Regions from separate parts of the Rattus norvegicus genome. Here region 1 is linked to region 2. Evidence: chromatin contacts called from public Hi-C data. All regions are on one chromosome and are shown on one strand. The core of a region is the stretch at or near the end of the contact, and the rest is flanking DNA. Distances in the headings are between cores, read along the strand shown. Region 1 has its middle 24 kb from the start of Klf12. Region 2 overlaps Klf12 (KLF transcription factor 12).

Evidence for each region. Hi-C and Micro-C count contacts between places; a contact is called where the count stands out from the background.
Region 1: a Hi-C map of liver shows a contact between it and region 2, with 1.8 times the contacts expected there. The contact joins two enhancer-like sites. A contact is called at or near these places in 3 of 12 Hi-C or Micro-C datasets (kidney and liver).

The regions. Positions count from the first base shown.
Region 1 is chr15:83,417,751-83,421,600 of GRCr8, forward strand. It overlaps a transcript of Klf12 not described here. Among named protein-coding and RNA genes, the nearest start is that of Klf12, 24 kb to the left of the region's middle. Within about 2 kb of position 1,976, at least 3 of the 93 cell types and tissues checked have an H3K27ac peak or open chromatin away from gene starts, as enhancers often do. A contact at or near this core is called in liver, where this site is marked.
Region 2 is chr15:83,378,103-83,382,145 of GRCr8, forward strand. All of the region lies in intron 1 of Klf12 (KLF transcription factor 12), which reads right to left. Among named protein-coding and RNA genes, the nearest start is that of Klf12, 15 kb to the right of the region's middle. Within about 2 kb of position 2,104, at least 2 of the 93 cell types and tissues checked have an H3K27ac peak or open chromatin away from gene starts, as enhancers often do. A contact at or near this core is called in liver, where this site is marked.

The DNA.
Region 1 (3,850 bases), core at 726-3,225, 40 kb after region 2:
ACTATATGAACCTCATACAACGTCAGCTTCTTTCTGACGAAACTCACAAGCTCAAGAAGAGAAAAAGGAGGATGCTGACCTAACAACCTGAGAAGAGCCACATGTCCACACAGGGAATCTGTACAGGAAGCTTGCCTGGCCCAGCAGAAACTGTCTCTAAAGGTCTGAGAAATAATCACAACCTAATGAAAGGTTTGCAAGTGCTCTGACACTAATTGAAAGACTTTGTTATAATTAGCTATAGTTTTAAACTCTTCTCTTTGTAGCTCGAAACTGAAAACAAGCCAGATGTCCCTTGAATACCCCCGTATACCTTTTAAAGGAAGATTTTCTAATGTCTTAAAATTCATTATGCTGTCGCCCAGTTTTGTGACTACTGAAAGTGACGAGACTATGGGTTTGGGATAGGTGACCTGCATATAGTTATGAATGCTCCCTCACTTTATTCACTATATACTTTTTAAGATTTCAAGCTTTCTTGTTTGACCAATTTAAGATATATATAAGTGTTCTACTTTGCTTCTCTGTTGTTGTGACAAAACTCTGACTAAAAGCAATTGGGGGAGGGAAGGGTTTATTAGGCTTATAGGTTATAAAATAACTTCAAGATAAGACAGAGCAGAAACCAAAGGCAGGAATCTAGAGTCCGGGACTAAACTACAGACTACAGAGGTAGCCACTATTTACCACCTCACATTCCGTGACTTGTTCATCCAGCCCAGGACCACCTACCCACACACATCAGTCATTCACAAGAGAATGTCCCACAGACATGATTATTGACCTATGTGATCAAAGCAATTCTTCAGTTGCAATCTCCTCTTCTTAAATGACTCTAGTTTTTGCCAAGGTGACAAAAATAAACTAGCACAGCAAGTGTATTCATACTTGCATGTCTGAGGCTAGGCAACTAAAACTAAACTAGCATAAAAAACTAGCAGACTCTGGGCAGTTTATGAAGACCGGAAATGTAATTGCTTCGTTGTAAAGGCTGCAGGTCCATGATCAAGGCACTGGTAGATTCAGTCAGCCAATAGACCATGATCTCTGCTTTGGAGATGGTCGCAGGTGGATGAAACCTTTCAGGAGACCAATGCTGTCTTCAGGAGGCAAGAGAATGGAACAGGAAGTTAGCAGCACATTGCTAGCAGCCTCTAGACTGGCCCTTAATTCCATCTCATGAGGGGCAGCCCATAAAATGTAACCATTTGAACAGGGTGCCATGTCTTAATTCAATCAATACTATTTCAACAGCAGACTTTAGGAGCAGACATATCCAGACATGGAGTAGAAGTATTCTACAAAACAGTAATACAAAACAGCTTTAATTTCCTCGCTTTTTTTTTCTTTTTTTTCGGAGCTGGGGACCGAACCCAGGGCCTTGCAGTTGCTAGGCAAGCGCTCTACCACTGAGCTAAATCCCCAACCCTCGCTTTGAATACTTCTAAGGTCAAGAGTGTATTGTATACGGAGAGAATTCTGGTTTCAGCCACTTTTCAACACCAGTGTCTACATACAGAAATGCAAGCGTATGAAAATAAGAATTGTCTTTATTAATTCCATCACTGGTAACAGAGGCAGAAATGTGACTAAGACAACTAACTTATCACAGAACGTTATACTCTATACTTATTTCTGAGTACCAGTTCCCTCCACTTCATTTGTGAGATGAGTATGCCTGGCTAAGTTACTCAAAATAGCTTTAAAGGCTGCACATGACAACCTCATTATGAAAAGAACTCAAAGGGATGCAGAAGAAACAACGTTGAAACTGTGCAGTGGCTTAAAAACTAACAACATCAGAAGAAAGTTCCGGAGATTAACTTCTCTAACAATCTCAAAAACTCCGTTAGTCACCCACTTTTGCTTATAGCATTAAACGGCTTAACGTTTCTCAACTGGGTGTTCTCTCCTACACAAAGTGCCTATTTGTCTTTTACTAATTATTAAACTCAGAAATAAAGACTGGTGGCCTTATCTCTTTCACCTGCCCTTTAGACTAAAGAAGAAACAAGTTATTTTGTAACCCTACAACAAACACCAACACCAGAGGATTCCGGTCTTTATTTTGGAAAATGGTTTGGTGGAGTTCAGTATTGCCTTGAACTCTTCATATAGCCAAGGATCGCCTTAAATGTCCCAGACTCCCACTGCTCCCAGAACTGGCATTTTATGAGCCACCAAGCCTAGCTCAACATCTGATTTTGCCTGTTCTATGCTATTTGAGGTGGAAGTCTGAGTTACCCAGGGCAAACGAGAAGGGAACAGGTACAGAGAAGTCCACGAGGTCTAGCACCCAGGAAAACAGTGCGCTGGGTGCTTCTTATCTGGAACCACTGGGAGTTGTTGGGTCGTTTGTTTGTTTTTTTTTTTTTTCTTCCACTTTTTTTAGCATACCACTGCGTACCATTTCCATATATACGTATAAGAGTCTCTGATTATATACATATAAGAGTCTCTGATTATACTCCCCCGCTGTTACCATTGGTGGGGCCCTTCCACTTTCCCCGCCCACCCTTCTCATACCTGCTTATGGTCTCCTTTTGATATCTTTGCTCACTACCTGCCACATATGAGAGAAAACATGCGGCACTGTCTTTCTGAGACAGTTTTTGCACTTAACATGGTGATCTCCAGTTCCATTACTTTTCTCCCAATGACAATTCCCTTCTTGTTCACCTAAAACATGATTGTATTAATTCATCTTCTGACAGGAACCTATGCTGTTTACAGGTCTTGGCTATTTTAAATAATGCTGCAGTAAACACACGTTTGGTGTTTTCCCTAATATGTTGACTTGGATACTTCGGTTGTATATACCAACAACTGACATACAGAACAATCATATGAGAGGTCAAATTTTAATTTTTTCATGAACATCCATTTCATGAACATTCATTGCGTGAACTAATTCACATTCCTGTCAAAAGTGGACACATCTCTTTTCTTCACATCTTTACATACATTTGCAGATTCTTGGTTTGGTTCACCATAGCCATTCTCATTGAGACGTGACAGGATCTCAATGTAGCTTCTATTTGCATTTCCCTACTAGTTAGAGAGGTTGAATGTTTTAGTTAGAGAGGTTGAGCGTTCTTCATATATTTATTGGCCATTTTACTAGATAAGTGTCTGCTGCTAATTTTGTCATTTATGCATTGGCTTGTTTGTTCATTTGGTGTGCAATTTTAATTACTTTTTAAATTTTTTTATGTATATGACTACTTTGCTTATATGTATATAAGCGTGTGCAGTGCTAAAAGAGGCCAGAAAAGGTCACAGGGTCCCCTGGAACTGAAGTTGTAGAAAACTATGAATCGCAATGTGGGTGATAAGACCTGAACTCAGGATTCCTGCAAGAGCGGGCAGTGCTTTTAGCTGGTGAGTAGCTCACTAGGCCCCTAATGCTGATCTTTATGCATTCGACATATTACTGTTGGATAAGTAGTCCTACTCTCAAGGCTGTCTCTTGACTCTCTTCTGTTGTGACAGTCTTTTAAATCTTATGCAGCCCTATTTATCAATCTTTGCTACTATTTCCTAAGTCTTTAAGGCCCTGTTCTGAGAAATCGTCAAGTGTTCCCATGTGTTTTCCTCTAACAGTTTCAAAGTTTCAGGTCTTATGCTAAGGACTGCTCCACTTAGAGTCAAATCGTGTACAGAGTGAGGGATGGGGCTGCATATGGTTTTACTGTCTCCCAGTGCCCCTTCATAGAGAGTCTTTTCTCCTCTGTATGCTTTTAGTCCTGTTGTCAAAATTCAGATGGCTATCGCTAGACAGCTTCTCTCTGGATGAAGTGTTTCCTGGTGTACTCATATAGTGTTTGAAGTCAGGTACGATGATAACTAT
Region 2 (4,043 bases), core at 854-3,353:
TACAGTTCAGTGAGAGATTGAACTGCAAAGGAGTAAACTGGATAGGAACAGAGGAACACGCACACACACACACACACACACACACACACACCACAAATTACACATCAATTAGAATGGACATTTGTTCGGATACACTATACTTTCTTCAGCATTTATCAACTCAGTTACCACTGCCCAAAATATGCTCTATTAGAACCCATGATTTTTTTTAGAATGGTGTTTTTACTTGGTCTTTTAATTACCCACCTTTCCAAGATGATTCACTTACAGTTACCATTTCACTCTGCCCACTGTATCCCTATGGCTTACTTGTCATTTACTTCCTTGTGATTATTGACTCACAGAAATTATTCATTTTAACATTAATTGCTTTGTATATAAACTACTAAAACAAGGGAAAATGTATCCAAAAGTTAGCATGTATATTTTCTTTCAAATGCATTAAGATGAAATACAATAATTGCCAAGTACACAACACAATCCTCCTCCATTCCACGGAAACCTTGCTTAACCAATGTTGGGGTTAACAGGTCTCTCTACGCCAGCAATGGCCACAGCAGCATGTCTATCCTCGCCATCACCCTGACAGGATTAGGGAAAGAGTTAGCAAGCCCATTACTAGTCATCAGAAAGTAGTTGTTAGTTTCCTGAGAGTAGAGTCTTTGCTGTGGAAATTGGAGGCAGCTGGGGGCAGTACTGTTCCCACATTTTGCTATCTCAGAAGAAGCAAACAAGAACAGCAAAGCTGGAAGAAGGCAGAGCGGGAAACAGACCCACGATGCTACTTACATTACAGAACGGAGAATACTTAGGAACAGATCCATTTCTTGGATACCCCGGTTTTACAAAACCATAAACCACAAAGCAACATTTGAACTTCAGCCAGTCTGAACTGACTTTAAAGACCAGGGTTAGCTGGATGGATCCACAAACTGAAAGGGACAGTGCCTAATGAGGGGCTGAAGTAGTTATCTGCCAGAGTGCATAGTGAGGTAGTTAGTCTATGGTCCACTGAGGTAGGTGGCCATGGAAGTTGGACTCTCCCATCTTGAAGAAGCCAAGGATAGCCCAGTTCACAGCTCCACTATCCTTAGGCATGGGCATGGTCCTCATGAGTCAATACATTAGCTTGATCTCCAGCCACTGCTTCTCCATTACATACAATAGAAACAAAGGAAGGAAACAAAGAAACAAAGGGGTCAGAAGGAATGCAATGGATTAGTTTTTAAAAGCCAATTCCATTATTTGTGGGCAAAACAGTGCACCACTCATGAGATATGAAAAACTCATCAGATAAGAAGTATGTTATATCTACTTTCACTAGGAAATATTGCACTCTATTAAGCAACAGAGGCAGGGAGAAACCTGAAAAATAAAATAAAACAAACAAAAATTAAAACCTTTGCATAGCAAGGGCACCAGTGACACTGTAGGTTAGTACATGGTTCTTATATGTACCAGGTTACCTAAAAGATATGTTCACATGCACGCAACATCCAGTTTTTATCCCACTTGCTAGAACCTACTTGTCCACATGTAAGGAAGAGCTTCACCATGACATCTATTTAGACTCTATATCCATGTAGAGTCTAACAAGTAGAAACTCTATAATAGATAAGAAACGTCAGAACTGAGTGGCAACAACCAGCCTGAAACCGTTGGTTTTTTTTTTTTTTTCAACCAAAAGAACAAATACAAATCAAATGTTCCACTATAACCATCATTCAATAACTGGCTTTTTAACACCAGAAACACAAGGCATTAAAATGATTTAATTATGACATTCATATTCTGGAAAGCCCTTGTAATAATGACACTTATGTAGAAACACTTATATAGAAAAACTTAATATGGTAACACCCTGCAGTGCCTGGAAACCTTTGAGAACAGAGCTTTATCACACAGTCCAATGTTGCAATCATGATGATATAAAGCAAAGAATGGACTAAAAATCTAGACTAGATCAGGAAACTCAATTGGGGGTGGAAGGACAAACAAGAAATCCAACAGGAAAACATACGGATAAATAATTGACAGAAAGGCAAACTCGGAAAGTCAACAGGAAGATCGCTGACTCCTGAGTGGAGAGCGTGCTGAGCACCCTGAGCGAGCTGACTTTCACCCTCACCAACGTTCAAATACGACGGCAGGTCACAGGCTTCTACTCAGGTAGAGAATGAGAAATGAGTCAATAACATCAAAATTATTTTTGGAAAGGAATAAAATGAAACAGATGGCTGAAAAGTAAAGAAATGATTTGGGAACCCTGGAAAGCTGAATGTGGCTAAGACACTCAAGGGAGAAACAGAAAATAAATTAACTTATTCCACAAATAAAAGTCCCAGAATCTGGGAAACTGACAGCCATATCTAACTCTAAAACTGGAGGAAAGGATCAGCTAAAAAAAATAAAAATAAAAATAACCGGGGAGACTTACTGACAAACCATCTAAGGATGAATAAGGCCCCCACTGTAACAAACTCACCTAGAGGACTGCTTTCTCAGATCCCAGAGGACCAGAGCTCATTTGGGGAATAGAATGAAATGTACAGGCTTCCACTGAGAGATCATCCACCCAGGGAAGGGGAGGGACTCGGACAGAGAAGGGCATGAAAGAAATGGCTGGCGTGCGAATCCAGGTACCGAGCATACAGGCTACCCACTGCTCTCTAGTTCTAGAAGTTTAAAGTTCTTAAGTTTAGAAAGTGATCCTACAGAGAAGTGCAATCAGCCATGGAATAAATCCTCAAAGATGGCTCCTGCCTGGATAAATAGTTCCCCTGTCCAGGGGCCCTGAGAGAAGCCCAAAGACAAGCTCAAACAAAAACAAAAAGCTGATTGGTGGTCCAAGCAGAGACAGCAGACTTCCTTAAAGCACTCCACAAGTGGACACTGAAAGGACAGGATTCTTATCAGAACAAGTGTTCCTGGCAATTAAAGATGACAGTGATAGACAAAACAAGGAGCACATAGATAAGAAGGGAAGGTGTGGGTTTTGCTTTGATTTGTTTTTGTTTTTGTTGTTTTTATATATATTTTAGAAAGGAAGCAACAGAAGCTAAAAGGAGGCGGGCAGTGATAATAAGAATGAAAATTGAAATCTTGGCCTAAGATATCCAACATCTGAGTAGGAAAGTTAGAAGAAAGCATGGGCATAGTAGGAAACCAGACTCAGACAGGACCCCCATATCCCCTATGCTCATTTTATCAAACTCAGGATGCTGTGATAAATGTCTGCAAAGATATCTTTAAAAGAACTGTATTCTAATCCTAGCACATCCCAGAATCATCAGCTCTAGCTCAATTTGGGTCAAAGAGATTTCTATATTTGAAGTTAAAACTCCTTAAAAGGAAGGCTTTAAGGTTACTGATGACAGAGGCCACTTAGTTGCTTAAAACTAAGGCACAGGGCAAACAAGCACATGAAGGTGTGTCATTGAGACACACAGAAGGTCAGGGGTATGGCATGTTGCTAAGACCCTGAAGAAGACGAGCTGAAGAGAAGTGAATTAACGAAAGAATGGTGCTAACAGCATCCAAGTGGAGACTATGGTGAAAGAATGCTTCCAAAGGCCAAAAGAAAATTATCTCCTGTCCTGAACAGTACATTCAGACACACTGTGCAACATGTGTGAACAGAGTGTGCTGAAGACACTAGATTCCAGTGAACTTTTCTTGTATACATTATGTATCAACTTCACATGGTTAGCAAAGAGGAGAATAGACAAAGAACAGATCAACCACAACCTAAGGAGACAGAGAACCTGGGAGAAGAAGGCTTGGTAAGGAGATTCCTGAGAGAGATAGGCACAAAGCCGAACTGACACAGCATCCTGAAGAAGGAGGGTAGAAGAGAATTCTTCTTGCCTCTGAAAACACTGGAAGAAGTAGGTCATGATGGATCTGTGGTAGCAGGATGAACACTGGAACGGAAATCAGGAACGAGCTCCAAGACATGGAACTGTGGATACAAGCCCCAAAGCCAAAACACGGAAGGCAAAAATAGAGAGGGGGAATACATGGAACTCAAGAGCTCCTATACA